Regions from separate parts of the Sus scrofa genome. Here region 2 is linked to region 1. The links are chromatin contacts, called in public HiChIP or PLAC-seq maps. All regions are on one chromosome and are shown on one strand. The core of a region is the stretch at or near the end of the contact, and the rest is flanking DNA. Distances in the headings are between cores, read along the strand shown. Region 1 has its middle 18 kb from the start of CENPF. Region 2 overlaps PTPN14 (tyrosine-protein phosphatase non-receptor type 14).

Region 1 (6,305 bases), core at 1,336-3,835:
AAACCACTCCCGCCTGCAAGAGCTGATGCAGTGTTCGAACAGCCTCCAGAGAGTGCCTGATTTTATAGGAATGGAGTTCCCCAAATATCCACCCAAAAAGGTGAGCACTGATGCTGAATGCCTAGCCCCACGCTAGGCACAAGTAAGTTTCAAGGAATTTATGTGGAAACTGTGAACAATGGATCACAGGGCCTCCAAAAGGTGGAAACTCATCTGAGTGTACTCGCCCAGCTATGTGATGAGAGACAGTCCTCAGGAGGGAAGGGGAGAGAAAAAGTGGGAAAAGAACCTTTGCCTTTTTGCCCCGTCCAGGAGCGGAGAGGTGAGTTGAAGTACAAATGAACCACAGATGAGCTAAGGACCACTGTGTATTCCTGTCTCCTTTGCCGCTTGGAAATTAAAGGAGGAAGAACTGTAGGCACCACGCCATCCTCTTAGCTGGTATCACCTAGCCAGATGCCTGGGAGATAAAAGGTATAAAATTACCCCCTTATATTTTCCCTCCAAGGAGATTTCGCTTCTGGGATCCTAGCACCAGAAAATAGAAACCCTTGGCTACTTAACAAACAGGTAACCAACACTTTTTAGATTTGCGTGTGCTTCTTGAATTACCAAGAGAAATGTATGATTTCACACAAAGTCAAAGATGACAGATGATGTGTTCAGGACGTATACAGGTGATCTGGTGTCCGCAGCATCTGAAGAGTGCTTTCCTTGCCTTCTCAATTCCCCTGCTGCCTGGTAACCAGGAGGCAGCGCAGTGCAGCGCAGGGCCACGGGTATCAAACTGAGGATCACCTCCAGGGCTTCCACCTACCACCTACCAGCCGTGGGACATCGGGCAAATTCCTCGACTTGACGGGGCTCTTATGAGGATTAAGTGAGATAATCTGTGTAAAGCTTTTAGTACCGGGCCACATGGTAAGTACTCAGAAGGGACTGTTGGTACTTACAGTTCTGGAGAGGCTAGGTCCTCTAATCACCTGTGTTTTCTGCTGGGTGAACCAAGGGGATTTTCCACCTCCTGGTTAGTTCATAAGGTATGTTAATCACAGGAAAGTTTATACGATGATGAGTTGGTGGTTGCCTAATTTGATGAGTCAGATTGTTTTCTTTTTTTCACTTCTGTGTTGAAAATAGAAATTTAGGTCAACTTTTTGCTGGAGGCAGAAAAGTTTTTTTAGGAGTTCTCCTGTGGGGCAGCGGGTTCAGGATTCGGCATTGTCACCGCAGCGGCTTGGGACACTGCTGTGGCTGGTGTTCCATCCTGGCCTGGGAACTTCCACAGGCCGAGGGTGCGGCCAAAAACAAAACATTCTTTTTATTGGGTTACCTGTCTGAAATGAGAAAGAAACCCCTTTGAATGCCTGGCTATCGACTCAGCCCCACAGCTGATATGAATAGATTTCCTTTGGGAACCTCAAGTAAGAGTCTTAGGAGAGAGTCTATGTATGGCTCTTAAGCTGGGAAACATCGATTAAAATCTAGCTTAGATTTAGTTTCTAAGGCTACCGGAATTGAGACATTTAAAGACTCAGAATACCAGGCTTCTTTGGGTGAATTTAACAGTGTGTGCTGTGAACAGCTGCACGAGAATCAAAGGTCATTACTGCCATTGCCCAGGGCTGCAGTGTCAGCAAAGGCAACCCAGCAGGAGGATGCATGTGGTGGGAATTTCGGGATGCCTAGGACCACCCAAGGTGGTCATCCCACTAAGAAGAGCTTACCTAACGCATTGCTCTAATAGGCTCTTAGGTTGCTAATAATCATATGGCCTTAATCAGCAGTAAATGAGAACCTACTTAATCAACCCACAGTCTTAAGGTAGTGTGAAGTAACAAGAAAAGTGAACTGCTACTAAGTGGCATTACTCTGACAAGACTGGCATATTTTCATTTTCCCAGTGTTCTCTTCTGTGCATGAAACTGGGTTCTGGGCTTAATAACCCTCAGCCATAAAGTACTGTAACATGTTAGTTCATGCTGGGTGGCAACAGGTTTGTTTTTCATGATTATGTAATCTGAATTCTTCTTCCAAGAAAGGATTTGGAAATGAGCTATTAAATTGGATTGCCAGCAGACATTTGGTCTAAATGCACATCTGCATTAGCTGCATGAAACTCCGGCCCTTTCTCTCTCATGGCCCCCTACCCCTCTACAAATCTGAAAACTGCAACTCTAGTGTGGCCCATGAGAAAAACAGTCCAGCAGCTGGCCGAGGTTTACATAAAGCAGTGAAATGCCTACTAAGGATTTTTAGGTGAGGGTATTTGATCTTCCTTGGTCTTAAATAGCAACCTAATGAGCCAGGCGATCTGGGCACTCCGTACACTTGTACCCAGATTAGATTGGCTTTAAAAACTAATATAGTGTTAAAATATTGTGCAAAGGGTGCCTACTGGAGTAGGTTCAAAGACTTCAAGTGCTAGGTTGGTATTTATTGACTAAAATGCTACTTAGAAAAGAGTTCACGTTGTTCTTAATTTCCAAGACAAAGCTGAAAACCACAGCAAATAACTGCTTGGGGGTTTGCATTCCATAGTCCTGGACTCAGAGGCAAGCTTCCTGTTCCCTCTTGGCTGGCAGACCCGACCCGAAGGCCAGGCGGTGAATGGTTTGGTTCTTAGAGTTGCAGAATCTGCACCGGGTGCCAGACCAGGTGTTTTTTGTTTTTTTAAGTTCATCGTAAAGATTTGGATCTCACGGAAAGAGAACAGGAGAGCAGACTGAGTTAGGTATTTGGGCAAAGACCATCTCTTTACAAAGATCCACACACCTGAGTAGCTCCCAAAGAGGAGGGTTTCAAAATAACTGAGACCCACACTTGGAAAACGCGAATCATTCCCCGGGATCTTCTTGGTAAGATTCAGGAATTAAAAGGAAGAAAAGAAAAAGAAAAAGAACCATTCAAGATTCTCAGGCCAACAGGATTTTTATTTTTTTCCTTCTAGGGGAAATGCCAGATTTTTTTCAAGTAGTATAATTCCGTGTTTTTGTATGCAACTTGTATGCACAGTCCTATGTTTATAAGGAGCTGAAAGTCAAATGCTGAGATTTCCTCTGCTACCTTTACAGCTGGTGCTCTTACATGGGCCCAGGTCAGAACCTACAGGAAACTCTGGCTGTGCGTGTGCATGTTTGTAACAAAGAAAGGGAGAGAGAAAGATACAGATAAAGACAGGGAATTCCAGAATTGTCCTTGCAAGGAGTAGTTATGAGGCTGAATGTTCTAGTGGAAAATAAATGAAGAGAATCCTAGAACACTAGTTATTCAAATAGCATGCCCACATGAATTGCTTAGGAAAAACCATTAACCTCTTCTTCTCTGCCCCATTCTTTCAGCAATTTTAAAGGTCTTATGGCCAAAGGACAAGATCCGGAAGGGTTGGTGGTGGGGCCGGGAAGAGTTGAAGTTTAACTCAGCTGATCTGGGGGCGAATTTCCTTGGCAGTGCAAAGGCTCTCAATGAAGGATCTCTGCCAGACAGAAGCAGCGCAGGCCACGCCCGGGCCACAGCGAGGCCCGTCCCTGACCCTCCTTCAGAGAAGAGGCTTGTGTCCTTTTCTGAGGCAGCCCCTCCCTTGGGTAGACAAACAAGCCTCCTCAGTACGCATCCTCCCCCACCCCCACCAGTGTGCTCATTCCAACCTTTGTGCCCCCTTCCAACCTCTCCTTATAATTCTCTCTCCCCACCTCTTTAACCCAACCTCTCACCCCCTTCCAGGTCCAACACCAGATCCTCTAAGCATCCTTGCAAATAAAGAACGTTCCCCTGGGATGCTCTCCATCCTCTCCGCCCTCATCAGGCTGCTAATATTTTCACTGTTTCTTATAGACGCTGTAGAGACAAAAGCCCTTCTCCTTTCTTTTCTGGCTGTCCAATTCTTTCTTTTCTTCAAAAAATAAATAACCTTATGATCTCCCTGCCTGGCTTTTATCATGGTTTTCTACATCCACAGATGTAGGTGGAACATAACTGACTTCACCTGCTGTTCCATCCAGGCATAGTCTTAGTTCAGCCGAATCCACTGGAATCAACCGAGGCCCATGTTTGGCTTCGGTAAAGGTTCTCTGACATGAGAATTTAAAAGCATTCCATGGAGTTCCCGCCGTGGCACAGTGGTTAATGAATCCGACTAGGAACCATGAGGTTGCGGGTTCGGTCCCTGCCCTTGCTCAGTGGGTTGACGATCCGGCGTTGCCGTGAGCTGTGGTGTAGGTTGCAGACACGGCTCGGATCCCGCGTTGCTGTGGCTCTGGTGTAGGCCGGTGGCTACAGCTCCGATTGGACCCCTAGCCTGGGAACCTCCATATGCAGTGGGAGCGGCCCAAGAAACAGCAAAAAGACAAAAAAAAATAAAAATTAAAAAAAAAAAAAGCATTCCAAAAGAATGGAAGCTCTTTCTCCAACAAAGACAGGAAGAACTGAAGGAAAAGTGTGTACATAGAGGGGGTATAATGTTACTTCTTTTCCTCGACTCTGGGGCACATACGCAGAGAGGTGACCTGGAGGGACTCTTCGGACATATGGTCCAGAAATACTAGGAAAAACCCTCTCTCTATTAACAAAAATGTCTTAAAGACGTTTTATATGAATCAAAATGTAGACATGTTTTTTTCTATTTAGGCCTTCCTAAGTTTTTTGTAATCTTCCTTAAAAATATTAGAGTTTGGTACGGGGACTAGAGCTTGCATGAGAGAGAAATCATTCTTTCTCATGAGTCTAGACTTCCCTACCTAGGGAAGTCTAAAGGAAATTGAGTGCAGTCAACCTGCAAGGGTGAGCAGAGATAATTGAAATACACTGATAATTCAGAATCTTATTTCCACCTCATTTACTTCAACCTCTGTTCCCTTCTGTTGGTACTTCTACAGAAAAGCGAAGCAGACTAAATTGAAGATAATTTAGAAGATAATTTCGTCCCCACTCCTGCCCTCCCCCTCCCCCCAGGGGCTCAGTCTGTTGGGTGGAAGATCATTATCGGGAGAAAGAGGCAAAACAAGTGGGCCACAGTCCCCTCCCCAGCTCGCCTCTTCTTCGTCACTCAGTTGTGCCAACGTTCCAGGAGAGTGTCACTTGTTTAATATTGATGCACTTTAATGTGAAAATCATTTCTGGTCTTGACCTGTTTTCAGTTTGTCAATACTCTAGATTTTGCCAAGTTTGGGAACCTTAGCATAAATATGGCCAAATCCACTTGACTACAGTTAGTGAACGTCTGTGTTTTTCACGCCTCGCCTTTTGCTGGGAAGGGGAGAATTGTGCATTGTTTTCTGTAGGATTTGCTTACGAATTTTGCCTGCGCTGGAACGCAATCGAGACGCTGTCTCTCCCACATCTTTTCCTCTGTCATTTTATAATGTGTGCTCATCCTATTACTGTATAAAAATGTGTATTTTATATCCACCATTATGAGTCATTAGAAGGAAGAGGAAAAAACTCTTTTTCTTTTTTGGCTGCACCTGTGGCATGCGGATGTTCCCAGGCCAGGGATGGAACCCACACCGTAGCAGTGCCCCAAGCCACTGCAGGGACAATGCTGGATCCCTAACCTGCTGCATCACACAAGAACTGGTGGCACAGCAGGCTAACGATCTGGGGCTGTTACTGCAGAGGCTTGGTTCCCTTCTATGGTGCTGGTTTGATCCTTGGCCCAGGAACTTCCACATGCCTCGGGGACAGCCAAATATATATTTATATATACACATATAAATATTAAAAAGAAAAAATAGAGAGAGGAGGAAATGAAAGCAGATGTAAACAGTACGACTAGATGGAAAAGGGATCAGTGAGGATAGTTTCCTCTGAGAGTCAGAGCGAGCCCTCCTCAAAACTGTGCTTAACTGTCTCCTTTCCTTTTCCTTCCAAGATCAGCTTAGAATTTACGATACCGGGATAGTTATTACTACACCTTGTGGAGTTTACATTTTGGCACTTAAATCATCTCTAACTGGCAAAGTTTAAACTGGACAAATATGAGTGAGGGGAAACTTGTGGGAGCAATACTCTACCCTAGAAATTCTATCACATACCTGGAGTGCCTTAGTCCCACTCTGAAGAGTAACAAGGAGAAAAAAATTCTAGACCTTGGACCAAGGTACCTGGTGTAAGAAAATAAGACGAATATGCCAACCACATAAAAATAGATGAAAAAGAGCTCCATACTTCTAGCAGGGTGTGCTGATTAGCTTTATGCGTTCACTCGGCTAGGCTAGCATATCCATTTGGTTAAATACTAACCAGATGTTGCTGTAGAGGTATTTTGAAGATGTAATGAAAGTCTACAATAACTTGACCTAATTTTT
Region 2 (6,370 bases), core at 1,572-4,071, 140 kb after region 1:
GCAAAGACTGGTTAAGAGTGCTATTTTCTCACTTCCTACCACGTGACCCGTTGCTCAATCCATGTTTGCTACAAACGTGGTCCTCCTCGCTGTTCTTGATCAGAACTCAAAATGCACATCACAGAAAACAGGTGGAAATATCTAGGACCTTCATTCTGTAGAGGTATCTCTTCTATAGACATGCAGAGTAGAGGATTGGGGGTGGGAGGGGGGACGTGGGAGAGGAAGCAGAATGATGAAAAAAGAGTGAATTTCTTCCTATGTCAAAGACACCTCCTCCAAACTGAAAAAAAGATTAAGTCAAATGTTTGAAGTGTTTTGAAGAGCTTGTAATAGGGAAAGATTATCTGATTGTAATTTTTTAACCAAAAGTTAAATCCATTTTGCCCACATCGAGCTGTTAAAGAGCAATCTATTAATTTTCCAGAAAGAAGGCTTTATCTGAAAATGTTTCTGCAGTTATTCAGGCCCCCACATCTTGCAGTCATTCTTCAATTCTTTCTTGTACACCCTGTAGCCAACCTTTGGTATCTGTTCAGAGACTGACCGCTTCCTTCCAGGTCCGGGGCTTTTCTTCTAGCTCAGTCCAGCGTTTCTCCTGACTCATGTCCTGACTTCCACCCTTACCCCTTACAGGTCCGGGGTCTACGCAGCAGCCAGTATCCTTGTAAACATATGGCAGTTAATGTGGCTTCTTTGCTCAGTTCCTTCTCCGGATTTGTCACCTTCCTTAGAATAGTCAAAATCCTTACATTTTGCCTGGGGAGCCCTTTAGGATCTGTACGACTCCCTGTCTTTCGCCCATCCTTCCCTGCCGAGTGTCGTCCCCTGTCTCAGTCTCTGTCACCCTGGCCATCTTGCCGTTCTTGTACACATCGCCGCACACTTTCCTGAAGGCCTTCGTACTTGCTGTTTGTCTGCTTGGAACCAGCCCCTCCATGGCTGGCTCCTCACTTCTTTCAGGTCTCTGCTCAGAGTTCATCTTATCAGAGACACCTCTCTTGACCACCTCCCCTTGGCTACTCGTATTCCTTTTTGCCCCCCTTTGTTCCTCTGTACCTCTTCTCTGATTTTCTCTATTTACTTCATTATTGCTTGTTGTCTCCACCATAATGTAACCTACATGGACAAGAGCAGGGATGGGGATTTTTCTAGGCACCGCTGTCTCCCAAGTGCCAAGAACCACCGCTGGCCTGTGGTAGATGCTCGTTGAGTTTTATTGAATGGACGAATGTAGCCCCACGCATGCCAACAGCTGCCACAGCGGAGAACACGGTCCCTTTGTGCCTCATGCGGGCAGTGGGGGAGCTCCATCTAGTCGTGATGACTCCAGTTCATTGAGCTGCGTATGACTCCAGTTCATTCACCATGGTCTTAAAAGAGAACATCCTGAGACATGGGCAGCCCTCATTTTAAGGAAGCCACTGGAATATCGGTGGGGGATATAGACTCTACACGTATATATGACATGTACTTGCAATGTGGCATGGTTCTGTACATCATTTGATAGTAGTAAATACTTATAGTTTTTAAAGATAATGAATAATTGAATATATTTACTTGTACATATCTAATATTTTACAAAATCGATTCTGTGTTGGCTTCACTTGAACAGAAGTGCTATACGAGATTAAGAAATCATTGTATTAATAGGGGAGTTCCTATCATGGCTCAGTGGTTAACGAATCCGACTAAGAACCATGAGGTTGCGGGTTCGATCCCTGGTCTTGCTCAGTGGGTTAAGGATCCAGTGTTGCCATGAGCTGTGGTGTAGGTCACAGACACGGCTCGGATCCAGAGTTGCTGTGACTCTGGCGTAGGCCAGCAGCTATAGCTGTGATTAGACCCCTAGCCTGGGAACCTCCATATGCTGTGGGTGTGGCCCTAAGAAAGACAAAAAGACTAAAAAAAAAAATTCTATTAATAGAATTTGACAGCTTTTATTATGATTACTAACCAATGGATTTTGTGCTAGCTTCATGAACGTATTAACAAAATACAGGAGGCCATATATTTTCTGCAGTCTTAATTTTTTTGGAGAAGCCCACTGAGCTTTTTGTTTAAGGGAGAGTTTGAGTACTTTTCTGTAGGACTCCTGTCCATTGAACATGGCCTCAGGCCCAGTGCAGCCAGTGATTCTCCAGAACTGGCACCTTTCTTAGTTTTATGTACTTGGGTCTTTGGTTTCTAAAAAAACATATGATGTGTTTTTATTCTGGTTTCTAATGAGATAACTTTTAAATTCTTAAACATAGAATGCAAAAGAGAAATGCGTTTCTAGCACCTTCTGCATGAAGTAGAAGAAATAAGGCAAGAGGGATTTCCTTTGATGTGGGAATTGCACTTTCCATCTTGACAGCCCCCCTTCCCTGCCCCCACACCTAAACAAAGGGCTTCTTTGCACCTGTGTATAGTTCCTTGTCACTTTGGGGCATCATTTTCTCTTCTAGGAAATTAAAGCTCCTGTCTTAAAGTTTATTAAGTATTGAGGGTTGTGTAGAGACTGGAGCAGTTAGGAAACTAAAATTCTACAAGAAGAAAGAACGTCTAATACTATGTTAATCGTTTTTCTGTAATAAGTATTATTCAGAAGCTCTGTTTAAAACTTCACTTTCTATGCAAATAAAATTCTAAGAAAAATAAAACTCCAAAAATATTTTAAAATTGCAGTCACCAAATGGGATCTCTAGTCCTTTAATCCTTGAGCCCCAGAAGGGGTTTGAGAGGAAGAATTGCACAGAGACATTTTCATGCCTCAAAATATCAAGGACAGTTTTGGCAGAAAGCACAGCCTGGGACGATGCTAGATTCTTGGGCAATGAGATGTTTGCTGGTTTGGTATTTTATCTTTGGCAGTTGTTGCCACATTTGATATTCTCAGCTGCTTTTGAAGATTCCGCAGAAGAAAAGCAGGATTCATTTCTAGCAGTAAAAACTCAGTAAATGGTCAGTGGCTTCATGTTGTAATGTGTTTACAACCTTCTGTAGTTTTTTCCTTCCTTCCAATTTCTCCTTTAAGTTTTATGCACCAGACTTAGGGAAACTACAGTCTACAATGTTGTATGGCAAGAGCACTTGACAGCAACATCAGGAGTCTTGGCAAGTCCCCTTGCCTTGTCTGGGTCTCTCCTTCCTCACAGGTAAATGGGAAACCGTAGTGAGTGGCTTGGAGGGTTGTGAATATGAAGTGACATGTCATCCTGAACATGAAACACGTGGAAAACAACTCTACGAATGTAAAGCACTATTACAGTCAAGGACTGTGTGCGTCTTCTGCTTTCTTAACATCTAGAGAAATTGGTTAAGATTTCGATTGTGGACAATTCAAATTTTCCATGGTTTTTGATGGCTATGCGGTGGGTTTTTATTATTTCTTGCAGAGGACCCTAGGAACAATGTAAAGATTCCTTGCAGCTAGTCTGTAATTAACTGGCTTTAAGGTAAGGCCCCATCATGTATGGCTGCCATGATGTCTTGCTCTAATGTAAAGATGCGGCACAGACCCACTTCATGCTAGACATTGAGGTGAAATACAAAGATGTACAAAATAAGCTTATAAAGTAGCCAAGGGGGCAGAAATAAATCCACTTAATGAAACACATTGCCCCGTCAGTACCACCTCAGAGTTGCCAAACGCTGTGAGAACACAGAGGCTAGATGAATTATTCCACTTTGGTGGCTGGGAAAGGCTTTATCTTAAGCAATACCTGGAGTATAGGTGATTTGCGGGTTTTGTTTTGCTGCTGAGTCTACTATTCTTTTATGCCAACTCCTTGGGTGGCCACCTTCCAAAAAAGCATTCTCTTTCACCCATGGGGCTTCTCTGAGTCAGTAAATGATTATATAGTGTTTTTTGCACAGTTACCGGGTCTGGGATCATTTACTGGGTCTGTGGATAGTCGAGGGGTGGTCCCTGCCCTCAAAGTGCTTATGGCTTGATAGAGATGGTTGAGTCTGTCATCATTAGAAACATACAAAGTCTGTGATATTGAAGTGCTATGACTGGGGAGAAGGTGAGCATGGATCTTGCTGGCCAGACAGAAAGTGGGCTGGGATGGGCACGAAAGGTCCACACAATGGAAATTTAGGTCGTCCATCAGAATTTCAAGGTATCTCCTATACTTCTGACTTCTAAGCAGACGTAGTAGCTGTTTTGCTATTTCTAATGAATATCCCATCCAGCTTATTGGGTTTTTGTTTGTTTGTTTGTCTGCCGGTGTTTTAAAATATACTTTTCTATGGGTCACTCTGTTAGTCTTCAGACATTTTTAAGCTGTGAATACAAGGAAACATGCATTAAGTGACCAAGAGAGCATGGGATAAGTGGGTGTCTACAGCTGGAATCATTAAAGCCTAAAGCCCAGTGATGAAAAATATTTAAAATGTAATTGGTTGCTAAGTAAAAACAGCAGCCAGAGTGTAAAATTAGACTTGGTTAGCTCTTAGTTAGGGACAAAACCTGGTTAGGTCATAATTTCCATGGCAGGGACACTGGAGGGAGGATGTGGCCGCTGTATTGATCATACAGAGGACAGAGATGTCAGAACCCAGAGACGAGGTTGGCAGAAGACAACTAAAGGCAGGAAGGATTCTCAGACTGTCACTGTGAACAGAAAAAAAAAAAAAAAAATGTAATCAATGGCAGATCATTCCCTTCCAACACTTATCTAAGTCTGGAGGTCTCCACAGCTGGAGGGCGTTCCCTAGGCTTGGTTTTTCACTTGACTTTGGGCCAATATAGAATCATAGATTGTTTCTTTTTTGTTTTGTTTTTGTTTTGTTGTGGCTGCACCCATGGCATCTGTACCGTGGCCAGGGTTGGACCCGCACCACAGCAGTGACCCAAGCTATGGCAGTGACAATGCCCTATCCTTAACCACTAGGCCACCAGGAACTCCTGGAGTGGGTTGTTCCTGGAGTCTAGTGGGTGCGTGTGAGTTGGGTAGACTAGCACATCTCGCTTAGAACAGCTGAAGAAGGCATCTTCTTCACGCTGTCCTGCTCTGATGCTAGGAAGGTGGATTGAAGAAAATAGAATCCTAGTCCCCTGTGGTCTCCCCATTCGCTTCTATCCGTCCTCACTTTCCTGATCACCAGTAACCATCAGATTACCCTCTGTGTCCAACCATGTGATTTAATATAGGCTGGGGACGTCTATTTTTATCATAGTCTCTTGGAATATATAATTAATTAATTACTTGCATTCCATCATTTATTCCTCAAACGTTTATTAAGCCCATAGTTGGTATTTCGTACTCCTTTCTGGGGTGTTACTTCATTGACAGAAGAACTGGCCTCTTTTGGCAGTTGCTGAATGGTGGCAACGTCGGCGCTCCCTCTAATTAGGGATAGTGTCTCTGATTAGCTTATCTATGCTCTGCCCTGCAACCCCTGATCTTTTTACTGTCTCCATAGTTTTGCCTTTTTTGAGAATGCCAGGTAGTTGGAATCATATAGTATCTACCCTTTTCAGCCTGGCTTCTTTCATTAAGTGCTATGCCTTTAAGGTTCCTCCATGGCCCCTTCATAGCTTGATAGCCTACCCATAGAGAGGACATTCTTGCCTCCTACTCATTGATTTTTTTTTTTATTTTCTCCTTCAGACCAGGCATAGAGCTATCCACAGTACTGTTCTTCCATCTGCCAGCTCACCAGAAGTGTTAATGCTATTATGCCAATGTTTTAGCCACCAACCTGGCTCTTTATCAGGAGGACAGATCTTTGGGCAGTTGAGTCACCCAGCTTCCAGATACAATTTAGTGCTCTTTTCCCCACAGTCAATCCGAAGGTCACATCATGAACACCTGGTTTGGGGGCAGACAGGTGTGTAGTTGGAGCCGATGAGTTAAGACACTCATTCCTGGTTTAGCAGCAGCATAGAGTGCAACTCAGGTGGGCCTGGTTCCTCTTGATTTGTGCTCTATTTGCCCTCCCAAGGGTTTGCTTCATGCTGTTGCTGGTCCTTGATTGCAATTCATCCCCAAGTTTCTTCTTTGCTGCTTGGTAGCTCAGAAAGCCGTTTAAACAATTCACACATACCCAAGTGGTTCCCATGCTGAAGGAGTTTTGTTTTCTGTGTAAGAGTCTACTTTTTTGGAGCAGTTTTAGATTGACAACAAAATTGAGAGAGGTTCTGAGATTTCTCTACACCCCTTGCCCTAATAACATAGGTAAGCCTCCCCCATTATCAGGATCACTTCCCAGAATTTTTGCTGCGATTGCCCACATCGACACGTTGTCATCACTCAAAGTCCATGGCTCACCTTAGGGTTCGCTTCTGCCATTGCGCATCCTGAGTGTTTGGACAAATGTGTAAGGACATGTGTCCCCCATTATATCATCATATAGGGTGTTTTCACTCCCCTAAGAA

What was found. HiChIP or PLAC-seq counts read pairs in DNA pulled down with a chosen protein or histone mark.
Region 2: an H3K27ac HiChIP or PLAC-seq map of skeletal muscle shows a contact between it and region 1. The contact joins two enhancer-like sites. A contact is called at or near these places in 1 of 5 promoter capture datasets (liver) and 1 of 2 datasets of contacts at active chromatin or transcription factors (skeletal muscle).

Annotation. Positions count from the first base shown.
Region 1 is chr9:129,026,871-129,033,175 of Sscrofa11.1, forward strand. No RefSeq gene overlaps it. Among named protein-coding and RNA genes, the nearest start is that of CENPF, 18 kb to the left of the region's middle. Within about 2 kb of position 2,586, at least 12 of the 83 cell types and tissues checked have an H3K27ac peak or open chromatin away from gene starts, as enhancers often do. A contact at or near this core is called in skeletal muscle, where this site is marked.
Region 2 is chr9:129,168,445-129,174,814 of Sscrofa11.1, forward strand. All of the region lies in intron 4 of PTPN14 (tyrosine-protein phosphatase non-receptor type 14), which reads left to right. Among named protein-coding and RNA genes, the nearest start is that of PTPN14, 57 kb to the left of the region's middle. Within about 2 kb of position 2,822, at least 6 of the 83 cell types and tissues checked have an H3K27ac peak or open chromatin away from gene starts, as enhancers often do. A contact at or near this core is called in skeletal muscle, where this site is marked.